Linked DNA regions of Capra hircus: region 2 is linked to region 1. A link is a contact called in public Hi-C data. All regions are on one chromosome and are shown on one strand. The core of a region is the stretch at or near the end of the contact, and the rest is flanking DNA. Distances in the headings are between cores, read along the strand shown.

Region 1 (5,833 bases), core at 2,424-4,923:
AACAAGACTCAATTTGCTAAACAACTAAGCAAATAATTTCCATTGTTGGTAATATCTTTGGAACTTAATGATTTATAGCTTGGTTTCTCTCTTTCTTCCTTTCTCTCTCCCTTTTACTTCCCTCTTTTCTTTCTTCTTTTATTCATTTATTCACTTTATTCCCTCCTGGGAATAAATCAGGACTGTTTCAATGCAAAGAAAGAAAGTTGTCATATTTTGAAAATCAGTATATATTTTTTTTCTTTCAGATTAAATTCCTTTGGATCCTTTCATTTATGCTAGACAAGCACCTAATCTTTCTTTTTTTTCTTTTGTTCTTTTTTGTTACTATGCCTAATGCAGCATGTGTCGTAGAATAGCTGTTCAAATAATGTTTAATTGGTCAGCTTTATGCTTGATAATTTAGCTAAGCTCTTTCTCTGCACAGTCTAAGGCTAATTTGGAAGGCTTTCAGCCTTAAACATGCCAAAGAAATTTCCTTGCCTCATCTGATGTTCTCCAAAAAGTGATTAATTAATAAGAATTAACAAGATTAATTAGTAGGAAATTGATCGCGGCATTAGTAAGAGTCCCAGCCAGCCCCCCAGACCACAGTCTTGCTCTGTTTCCGCTCAGCTTTCCTGAGATGTCTCAGGCTGATCGCTCAGGCTCTGTGGGCTGCACACAGCAGGCGGGAGGGGCCGGAGCTCACCATCTCCCTTTCCTGCAGCCGGGCATGAAGAAGCCTTAAAGTGCATTAGAAGAGAATGCGCAGGGTGCCCAGCTGTCTCCTCTGCCTTCCCTGCAGCCCCGTCCCACCCTGGGCTCCTCAGCTGCCTCTCACCCCACCCCGACACACACCATTACCTTTGTAATTCTTACTCAAATGCTAAAGCCATAATTCATGGGAGGACAGTTCCATTCCACAAAGGCTGGCCTCAGTGCTCCTGCCCCGTGTGCATTTCCCTCTAGTTCATGATACAAATTAAAGAAGTACTTCATGCTTTTTTTTTTTTTTTTTGGTAACAACTCACAGGCACCCGACCCCCTCCCCCTTTGGGCTGAGTTTGTTCCAAGAAGGACTTTGGCCACGTTGTCCCTTTCACTCCTCTGAAGGGGGCTCTGGGGGGTCTTCTCTCTGTGTATCTAGGGTGTTGATGTTGGCGACATTCTCCACCACCCACTGACACTCGTGAACGGGGTCGGCCTTCCTCTCCTGGGCATCCTCGCTGGTGGCAGGCTGGGCTGCGCTGCAGCTCCCGCCCACCGCCTCTTCTTCCACAGAAACCTGGCTCTCCCTGGGGCTGATGGGGTCAGAACGGAACACGCAAGCTTCTAGGGGCACAGCTTCAGCCTCCACAGAGCACATGGGCCCTCCTCCTTCCAGGGCGCCCAGTCCGGAAGCACCCTCTGTGAGCTTGCTCTCAGCGGGCTCTCCCGGCTCCTCTGTGGGGTCTGGGCCCCAGGCCCCCTCACTGAGCCCCCCGCAGGCTGGCTGAGCATCTGGAAATTCTCCCAGCTCCACCCCGCTGGCCTCGGCCTTGGGAGCTGGACCACGGGCCTCCCCCTCACTGACTTCACTTTCTTCACAGTTGTCCTGACCCAAGGCAGATGGTTGACTGGCCTCTGTGTCAATTTGGGTTGCTTCCTCTTCTTTTTCAGTATCTTGGGGAACAAGGGCCTCCTCATGTGTATCTTTCTCAACCTCGAGCACAGCGGACTCCTCTGGTACTTCGGCAGTCACCGTCAGCAAATTTCTGAGCTCCTTCAAGGAGCCTGCAGCAGAGCTGGGCTCTGTATCTTCCTGGGTGGTTCCCCAGCCCTCAGGAGTCTCTTCCAACTCCAGCTGTGACAAGTGTGTGCCCAGGGCACCTGCTGTCACCTCTGTAGCCACCAGATTCACAACCGGGCCATCTATACTTGAATCGATGACCTGCGTGTCCCCATCTGGGGGAGGGCTGGACACAGGGAGGGAAAGGCCTTCTTCTCTGGCCAATGGACTAGGGACCTCTGGCTGTTTCATCTCCCCTGCCTCCTGGAACACCTCATTACTCAGGATCTCACTCTCTGAAACTCCGGGGAGAACGGCTGAGGCTCTCCTGGCGGGGCTGGCCTGGTTTGACCCCGCAGGAGTTTTTAGATCAGTGAGGCTGGACACGCTTTCACTGGGCAAGGCCATGTTGTCTTCAAACAAATTGTGTTTCTTCAGGATAGCAGCCTCCTTTATCACTGAGAGATACCAGAAAGCAAAACATAATGTTAAAACCTTGCCCTGATTAATCTGGAATTTCTGATTCTATCCAGAAGCTAAACTTCCCTCTCAGCTTTTCTAACCGTCTGAATTTCCCAATTTCAAATTACAGCTTACATCTAACCCTCTTTCAGGAAGCCTTCCCTGATGACCAGAGCTTACAGGCTCATTCCAAACCCTGGACCTCTGTAATGTTCACTCATTCATTTATTCAAACAGCACAATCCAAAGATGAATGAATAAAACATGGCCTTGGCTTTCAAAGAGGTCAAATCTACTACCATCATTGGTATCACCCTTGGAGCACCCCCCACATCTCATTAGCTGCTAGTATGTGCAGCTGCAGTGTGTCTACTTCGACTGACACTCCTTTAGGGCGGGACAGGCCCTTATTTTCTCTGCTTTTACACTCAGAACAGTCCTGAACAGTCCTTAGCACTGAGCCTGCAGAGAGAACCTTATGACCTGCAGTGTCCAAACTAAAGGCCTCTGTCCATCCAGCTCAGTCCTAGAGGCCCCGAGAGGAATAAAATCAATAATAACAACCATTTCCTCCACATCCTCTCCAGAATTTATTGTTTGTAGGTTTTTTTTAATGATGGCCATTCAGGTCAGAGATTTGGAGTTCTCTAACAATTAGCATAATTAACATAGCAATTGAGCATCTTATCTTTTGTTTGGCCAACTGTATAGCACAGGGAATTCTCCTTCCTCGCGCTGCGGTGACCTGAATGGGAAGGAACTAAAAGGGAGGGAATGCGTGTAAATACACGGCTGATGCATTTTGCTTTACGGCAGGAACTAACACACACTGCAAAGCAACCATCCTCCAGTAAAAATTAATTTTAAAAAATAACGACAACCAGCAGCTGACGTTTTTGACAGTCAGCCTCTACCTCTGGCTGTGTAGGCTGTACAGTGCCCAACAATCTCACACCCAAGGGGATACCATTCACATCACAGATTTGTGTATTCAGCAGAGTAATTTTCCAGCAGGCTGCAGCAGCATGTCCTGCTCAAACCAAACCAGTATATCGTGACAATTTTTTGACAGACAGCAGTCTGCCGTCTAGAGGAAGAGAGCTTTTTCCCTAATTCGCCCAAGGGTGCTGTGGTGGCCGGGCAGCGGCCTTGTCTGAACGTCTCTTCCTGTGCAGATACTGAGATGACATCTTTGTATTCCTCGTCTCACTGGATGAGCTACTTTGACCTGGGGCTTGTGCTTGGCCAGCTTTCTTTGTGGAGACCAGGTATGTTTCAAGTCTATAGTTCTAGGGACAGCCCTCTCCTGTGCATTTCTATCAAAGTTTTCCTATCAACACTCCTATCCTGAGCAGGGCCTGATTCCACGGGATACTGGGAGCCAGAGTCCTAATGGGGCTCGCCAAGGATGGAGTCACAGCCCAGTGTATTCTGTCTGGCTGAGTGGAGGTGAGGAATGTGCTGAGAGGGCAGAGCAGCTGGGAAGCCCCGCTGCTGAATCACCTGCTCCAGGCTGGGGAGGCGTTGTAAGCCTGTGGCCAAGAAGAGCTCTTTTTCCTTTGTTCTGTCTGGAACAGCCGGAGGAGGCCAGCTGTTCATGAGACATCCTAGGTTAATCTCTCTAACCTTAGTCCTCTCATCTGAAAAATGAAGCTTAAAATTCCCAGTTCACAAAGTTCTTATTTGGATTGAAAGCAAAATAATATCTAATGGGCCAGTGGAGTGTGAGCCAAATTGCGACCGCTCAATGGAGGTCAGCAGCCCTCGCTTCTTTGGTCCCTTGTCCTGTCTTCCCAGCTCTTGGCGTCAATTTCCTGTTCCCCTTTCATTCCTGTGGACAAAACCTAGCTGGCCCTGTGGGGTCCCTGTCAGGGGTGTGCCCCTCTATCTAGAGCTTTCTCCAGCACCAGGGAAACCTTCCATACCTTTCAGACTTTCGTCTAGGAGGATCTGATGTAAAATCTCCTCGTAGACATTTTCAACGTGGATCATATTGGTGTGATCTGCAAAGATGTACTGCTCATATTTCTGAAGCTCCTGGAGAAGGAGAGATAAGAAGATAAAGGGACAACACATGAGACACCAGTTTGCAGAAGATCTCTGGAAAGGACAGCTGTCCCTCTTGTTCCCCTTGGAGTGTGAAGCATTGGTCACCTGCTTCCTCTCGCCCTGACACCATGCCCTGGACTGGACTCACGCTCTGTGCCCTTCGAGGGGGCAGACACCAGAGACCCTGATGATCTCAAGGCCTTGTCAGTGGGTCTGGACATTTCCTTTTTTTCCTTCTTTTTTAATGCCAACAGTACTTTACTAAGGTGTAAGAAATACCGAGAAAAATGCACACGTTTTAAAAGTAGAGCTCAACAACTTTAAACATATAAATATACTCAGATAACCATAACCCAGATCAAGGTGAACATTCCCATCACCCCTATACCTTTTTCCAGTCTAGACTGCTCACCAAGAGATTAAGCTCTGATGTTGTATCTATCACACTAGATTAGTTTTTCTTGTTATTTAACTTTATGTAAATGGAACCCTGTACTCTTGTTTTGTGTTTGTGTTTGGAGATTCATCCATGTGCTGCATGCATCAGTAGTTCATTTGTTTTTATTGATGAATGGCACTTATTATGTGGACAAGCTAAAACTGTTTATCTATATTCCTACTGCTGGATATTGACTGTTATGAACATAATTGTTATTGATATTCTTGTGTATGATTTTGTGGATTTAGGGGCTACTTGAGTGTATACCTAGAAGTGAGACTGCTGTGTCCTAGAGTAGATATATGTTTAACTCTTAGGATGCGTCTCATTCTCAGATGTGGAGAATCCCTAGTCACAGACTCTTGAGAAACAGTCTCCTCTTTCCCTCCAACTGGCCCTGAAACTCTGTGATTCTAAGACAATCCAGGCATCACACAAAATCCTGTAACACTTCCTGCTTTCCAAGGGTCTCCAGGTGGCTTGCCTTTTATCGGCATGAGGTCAAGGAAGGGATCAAAATGAGCCAAGTCATATCCTTGGGATTAACTCCATAATGCTTGCACCTGATAGTGCAGGATGGGGGCTCCTGACCCCTGGTTCTTAGAAAGCCAGGGTCTTAGCAGTGGGATTCGATGGCTTTTGCATGGAGGGAGGAGATTTACAGTAGGCCATCAGAAGCCACCCCATTCAGACTCTCAGAGCCAGGACAGGGGGGTCTGTAGCCCAGGACCGGATCCCAGTGGGTAATAATGGGACCCCTCTTTACCCACCGTAGGGAAAGCCACAGGATTAAAGAGACATGCGCTTCCATGACCCTGAGAGGGTCTGTGAGATAAGACGGACACACAGGTGAGTGCCACATGGGCAGAGCACAGCTCGGGACTGCACACTGCCCTGCACTGGCTGTGGGACCCTGGGCAAGCCAGCTCACGGCTCTGTGCCGCTCTCTTCCTCTGCAAAACGAGGTGTGTGTCTTTCATCTCCCCACGTGATCTTCCACTCCTTAGTTCCCTGTTATTCATCCCTCAGGACGGGGAGAAAACATGGCACTGGGAAGTCCTCTCCGTCCCCATAGGCCGAGCTGGGCACCCTCTTCCAAACTCAGCCACCTCTCTTCCCCACAAAGCTCCTGC
Region 2 (5,833 bases), core at 1,045-3,544, 170 kb after region 1:
TTTTTCAGGGATCTGGGGCTTCAAAACTGTCAGGAAATCACAGCCTCATGACCTTCTTTTGCTCATGCACTAACAATTCACAACACCATGCATTTTTCCAGTGCTGTTTTCTCTTTTTGGCAAGACCAGTATTCTCGAATGAGGAGACTTCTCATTTTCTCTGGAGGTATTCAACTTTAACTCTTCTCTTGCCTCCACCCCTACATATTTTGAAAGTGCCCTCCCAAACAAATAATGAGGAGATGTAAGAGAACAAACAAGACCAGAGGATGTAATGACCGTCACGCATCTGTTATAGTTTTAATACATTCAGAACACATTTATTACCAATCCTTCCTGTGCACGAGCTATCTCATATTTTTGTATGTGTAATAATTTGATTTCAGAATGAAAAAGGTAACACATTTTCTTATCACATGAGTACAATGCTAGCATCAGCAACAATAACCGTGGTAACCATGAAGTCTTCTTCAAGCAAGTTAACCCCTCATATGGCTGGACTTCCAATGATTGCTATAGATGGCCATGCTACAACTTTATGTGTTTCTAAGCTTTTCAGTGAAATACGGTGTTATAAAATAAACGCCATAAACCTATTTTGCTAATAACTAAATGCAAGCCCCTTCTCACAATGTTCTATTACATTGTTCTTTCAGTCCCCTACACACTGATATCAACAATAAGCCTGTAGCCAAATTTTAAGACTAAGGCACACTTAGTTTAGCTTTTTTTTTTCTAATATAAATAAATCACCCATCTTTTCCCGCATGTTAAATAAACAGCAAAGGAATACTTGACCAAGTTTTGCTCCCTGACAGTATGGGCTGTTGGTGATCATCCACCTCTGAAAGCAGCAGAGCAGAAGTCTGGAAAATCAATTAAATTGCTCTCACGTGCCCTGATTTGATATCCGTTTTAAGCGGTTTTCAATGTTGTGGTAACTGCAAGCAAATACGGAATAAGCATACTAACTAAATCCTTCCCTCTTAGGAAATGGTTCAGGGGCCAGAAAGAGGTTATCAGAAAGAACTTAATTTTTTTTTAAACAGAATTAGGATAAAACCTAGAGTATAATACTAGTTTAGCAGGTATTTCTAAAGCCAGAAAAACAAATTCACGAGCTAACCAACTGTTGGGTAGTGGCGGTGGGCAAGGTTTGTGGGGGAGGGAAGAGAAAGAGGCCAATTTCACCCAGGAGATAAAGAGTCATGATTTCCTGCAGTTTCAGCTCAGTTTGGGTTTTATTTTCTTCTGCCTCACATTCTACTGTATCACTGTTTCCCTGAAAGTCGCTCAAGTGAGTTTCTCTCCGTCTACAACTTCAGTCACGGTTACACAACACGCGTGTTCCTCTTTTGCCTGCCCGCCGCCCTTGCCCCTCGCCCCTCGCCTCCCCTCCGGGAAGGGAACAACCTGGGCGGGGAATGAAACTGGCTCGCTGCCTCTGATGAAACCATCCCGCAAGTGACATTATGAAGCTCAAGTGAAGCTGTGGCCGACGCTGCCTTTTGCAAAACCCGGCCAATATCACCAGGAGGGGAATTCAGCGCAAGAGGCCGGGAATCCCCAGGGAAATCTCTAGAAGTGAGGGGTATCCCCCCTGTTCTCTTTTCGGCAAGTTCACAAAGGGCTCAGAACTGTGTGCCACGCCAGGTACAGGGGGGCGAGGTGTTGCTGCGCGGGGGGCGGGGGTTGGGGTGTGCAGAACTGACACGGAAGACCGCAGTGTGGCGGAAACAAGGGGGGTGGTCCCCCTCTCCGCAGCCGGCACCTGCGTTTCCCAACCGTCCGGCGGCGCGTCCGAAGCATCCCGAGCCTATGCGCCCTGGACCCGCGCACCCCACCCCGACCTGGGCGCTCCGGCGAGCTGCCCTCCGGCGCGGGGACCCGCCTGGCTGGGGGACCCGCCTGGCTGGGGAGGGGCTGTGCGCCCGGGTCATCCGCGCGCCCGCAGCTCTTGAGCCGGCCGTGGAGGGCGGGAGCGCGGCGGGTACCGCGCGAGTTACCCGCTCCCGGACCTGTGCCCGGGCGCCCAGCCTGGCCCCAGGCTCCGGGCGGACCCGTCGCGCTCCCGGGAAGCCCCCGGCGGGCGTACCTCGGATGTAGGCGCACTTGCTCTCGTCCAGCTGGCTGGAGGCCGAGCCGCCCATGGTGACGGTGCCGGAGGATGCGGAGCGCCGCGGCTGCCCGGGCGGGAAAGACGGACACTCCCGTCGGCGCCCGCTGCCAGCTCCTGGAAGTTGGTGCGACGGCGATCCGGGCTCTGCAATTAAAGGGCAAACTTCCTCCGAGAGGCGCGGCCTGCCGGGGCGCCTCCTCCGGGTCCGCGCCCTCTAAGGATCTGTGGGCCGGCCCGGAGCTGTCTTCCCGCCCTCGCTCCACTGGTGAGCTCGAGGGGATGTCGGGTCTGGAAGGACTTTTCTTCTCTTCGCTGGCTTCTTATTTTCACCTTGGGGTCAGAGGACAGTTTCCCTGGTGACCGGACACCTCTGAAGGTGGAACCTCCCTCCTCACCTCTCAGGACGTGGAGGTCAAGGGCCCCTTGCTTTGCACGCCCTGCTCTTCGGTACCAGAAGCAACAATTCTGGAGCATCACCTAAGAACTTGTTAGACATGCAAAATCTAGGAGGCAGCTAATTCAATTTAAAGGGTTTATATGGACGTATTTACAAAACAGAAGTAGAATCCCAAATGAAGTCAACAAACTTAAGGTCACCAGGGGATAGGGGATGGATCCTTTCAGGGGATGGATCCAGGGGAGAATTCCATGGACTGTACAGTCCATGGGGCTGCAAAGAGTCAGACACAACTGAGCGACTTTCACTCACACACACACACACACACACACACACACACACACACACAGCAGATGGATGGGGGAGGGGGTTGGCAGATTGGCACTGACACACACACACACGACTACGTACTTAAAAGGTAACTAACAAGAACCTACTGTATAGCACAGGGAACTCTCCTCAGTGCTCTATGTGAGAACAGAACCTATAAACAATAGTGAATACATGTACCTGCAAAACTGATACACTTTATTGTACACCTGAAACTAACACAACATTGTAAATCAACTATATGGCCAATAAAAATTTTTAAAAAAGAAGTTGAGCCAAGGAGGGAGTGGAGGATGAAGGGAAAAAAGAGAGAAATTAAAAAAAAAAAAATAGAGAAAACCTAAGTTTGGATCCTACAATAGGCTCACAGTCCAGCAACTTCTTGAGATTTGATCAAAATCTGCTGTTGGAGCTTTAGATTCCCTTCCTTTCCTTGACAAACTAGAAATAGTTCATTAGAAAGGGCACTTGTTCTTTTCCCACAAGCACTGTTTAGCTTGGCAGCTCCTCCCAGACAAGAACCAGCTTGGCAGAAGGGTCACCACTCATCTCTCCCTATTCTTAGCAGTCAGATTTTAGTGACTCCTGCTGACTTAACCTTCAAGGTCAAACGATCTGTTCACACAAGAACCAGGCCTGAGGGGGACATTTTTCTCTCCAAAGTTACTTATCTAGCATTCTAACGCAAAGATTTCTCATACCTCACCCCCAGTCTCTCACATCTTACGTTCCAGTTCCAGTTCGTCGGTAAATCCTTTCAAATCGACTTCCAAAATAAATCCAGTGTCCAACCATTTCTCATCCTCTCCACAGCTATCAACCCCATCATTTCTCACCTGGATAATTACACATGCCTCCTAACTGGCCTGTCTCCTTCAGAGAAAAGCCACAAAGTCTGTCACTGACACAAGCCCCGACTTCCTCTCTGCCCTCACCTACCACCCACTCTCCCTCCCCTTCCAGCCCTACTGGCCTTTTTGCTCTGCTAGGGCACACCAAGCTCAGGGCCTTTTTTGCACATGCTCGCTCTTCACCCAGCTTTCTCTTCCCTCAGATAATTCGCATGGCTTCCCTTCCAACTGTCTCACTTCATTCAATCTCTACTTAGATCCTAATATATCAGAGATGCTTTCCTTAACCCCCTGTTTAAACACCGGGCTTCATCCCTCTGCCTCTTCCCCTATTCATATCAACCAGCATCATCTGACATGTTTCTTTCTGGCTTTCCCCACTGAAATGGAAATTCCATGAGGTCAGAGACTGTCTTTGTTGATGCTGTTGTTGCTGTTTTTCCTTTCTTAAGGGCAGGGATTTTTATGTTCTCTGATAGTATGTTCGATGCCTAGAACAGCACCTAGCACATAGCAGGTGCTCAGTAGATAACTCTTGAATAAGTGAAGGAATGAGATATAAAATATAAGAATCTGCAATCACTGGAAGCTGTGATCTCAGTGGATCAAGAGCATTTCCAGCTATTCAGTGATTTGACCGATTCAGTCTTCAACTCTTTTCTCAATATTCTAGTCAGCTCTCAGTATTAAGGGTATCATACAATACACTTTAAATGTATCATATGATACACAGTAAGTGTATCATATCATATCATTCTTCTCAGAAAAGTAATTCCTTTCATTATACAAATTTATATAATTATACCTCAGAATGCTGTTATTCTTATTAAAGAGAACTAGTTTGGATCTCCTGTCAGAGTAGTTTTAGCTTGTCACCTCTTGTTTGGGAATACACTGAGAAAAGACTGATTATACTGATTTATCATTCTTTGCTCATTTGTAGCATTCACAAAATGAACAAGGTACACAGAAGGATTTTGTATGGTGTAGTTATTAAGATTTATAACCAGGCAGTTCCAGCCTGGAACCTGACCTGAACATGTGACCGGGTCAAGTTTCTTAACTTACCTGTCTTAGTCTCCTTATTTGTTAAACAGAGTTAGTAACACTTACCTCATAGTGTAGACAAAATTAAATTTTATTGGGTTTGTGAAGCACTTAACCTATCCCTAGGAACACAGTAAGTGTTCAGTAAATGGAAATTAGGATTTTTATTATTAGTAAGGACAACAGTGGTCAGAGAGGCAATTTTCTAGAGAAAGTAGATTTTAATTGGACCTTGAAAATCATTGATGTTATATTAAGCAAGAACTTCTGTTCCCTTTTTTCCCAAAACAAATAAAGCTCTTTTTCCCTAATCAGTTTACAGAAAAAAATTAAGGAATTCATTATTTTAGTCATAGTATTTAATATTTGCAAATCCTAAGTGGGAATCATTTTATTAATCACACACTAAAAATGAGTCTCCAAGCAATTTGATAGCTTTTTGAACCAGATTCAATTTCATGTGATTCAAATCAGCTAGTTTAGGAAATTTCCTTTGAAATGTTAGTTTTTGTACTGCATCAATATTTGGGGGCTTAAAATACTCTTAAAGATCATTTCTTTCAAGTAAATTTCACATACTAAAAATGGTTACCTTTTTAACATCTTTATTGAGATATAATTCACTCAAAGTATCTTTTTTTTTTTAAGGAACAATTAGTTTAATAGACATCTCGCACCTTGAAAATGTATGTATGTTTTGGGATTCCTTTGCATGTCATAGAATTATGAACCTCTTGTTTGTCACATTCTCATTTGACCAATATACTGTAACACACACTGCATATTAAATACATTTTGCTTCAGTAGTTCAGTTCAGTTCTCTCACTCTTTGAGACCCCATGGACTGCAGCACGCCAGGCTTCCCTGTCTATCACCAACTCCCAGAGCTTGCTCAAACTCATGCCCATCAACTCAGTGATGCCGTCCAACCATCTCATCCTCTGTCGTCCCATTCTCCTCCCACCTTCAATCTTTCCCAGCATCAAGGTCTTTTCAAATGAGTCAGCTCCCCGCATCAGGTGACCCAAGTATTGGGAGTTTCAGCTTCAGCATCAGTCCTTCTAATGAATATTCAGGACTGATTTCCTT

Evidence for each region. Hi-C and Micro-C count contacts between places; a contact is called where the count stands out from the background.
Region 2: a Hi-C map of blood shows a contact between it and region 1, with 2.6 times the contacts expected there. The contact joins the promoter of FAM129A here to the enhancer-like site in region 1. A contact is called at or near these places in 4 of 5 Hi-C or Micro-C datasets (blood and liver).

The regions. Positions count from the first base shown.
Region 1 is chr16:64,459,033-64,464,865 of ARS1.2, forward strand. FAM129A (protein Niban) reads right to left here. Exons shown (of 14, transcript XM_018060719.1): 13 at 4,138-4,249; 14 at 1-2,208. The coding sequence ends at 1,082. Among named protein-coding and RNA genes, the nearest start is that of EDEM3, 37 kb to the left of the region's middle. Within about 2 kb of position 3,674, at least 2 of the 5 cell types and tissues checked have an H3K27ac peak or open chromatin away from gene starts, as enhancers often do.
Region 2 is chr16:64,628,897-64,634,729 of ARS1.2, forward strand. FAM129A (protein Niban) reads right to left here and starts at 2,295. Exons shown (of 14, transcript XM_018060719.1): 1 at 2,096-2,295. The coding sequence starts at 2,150.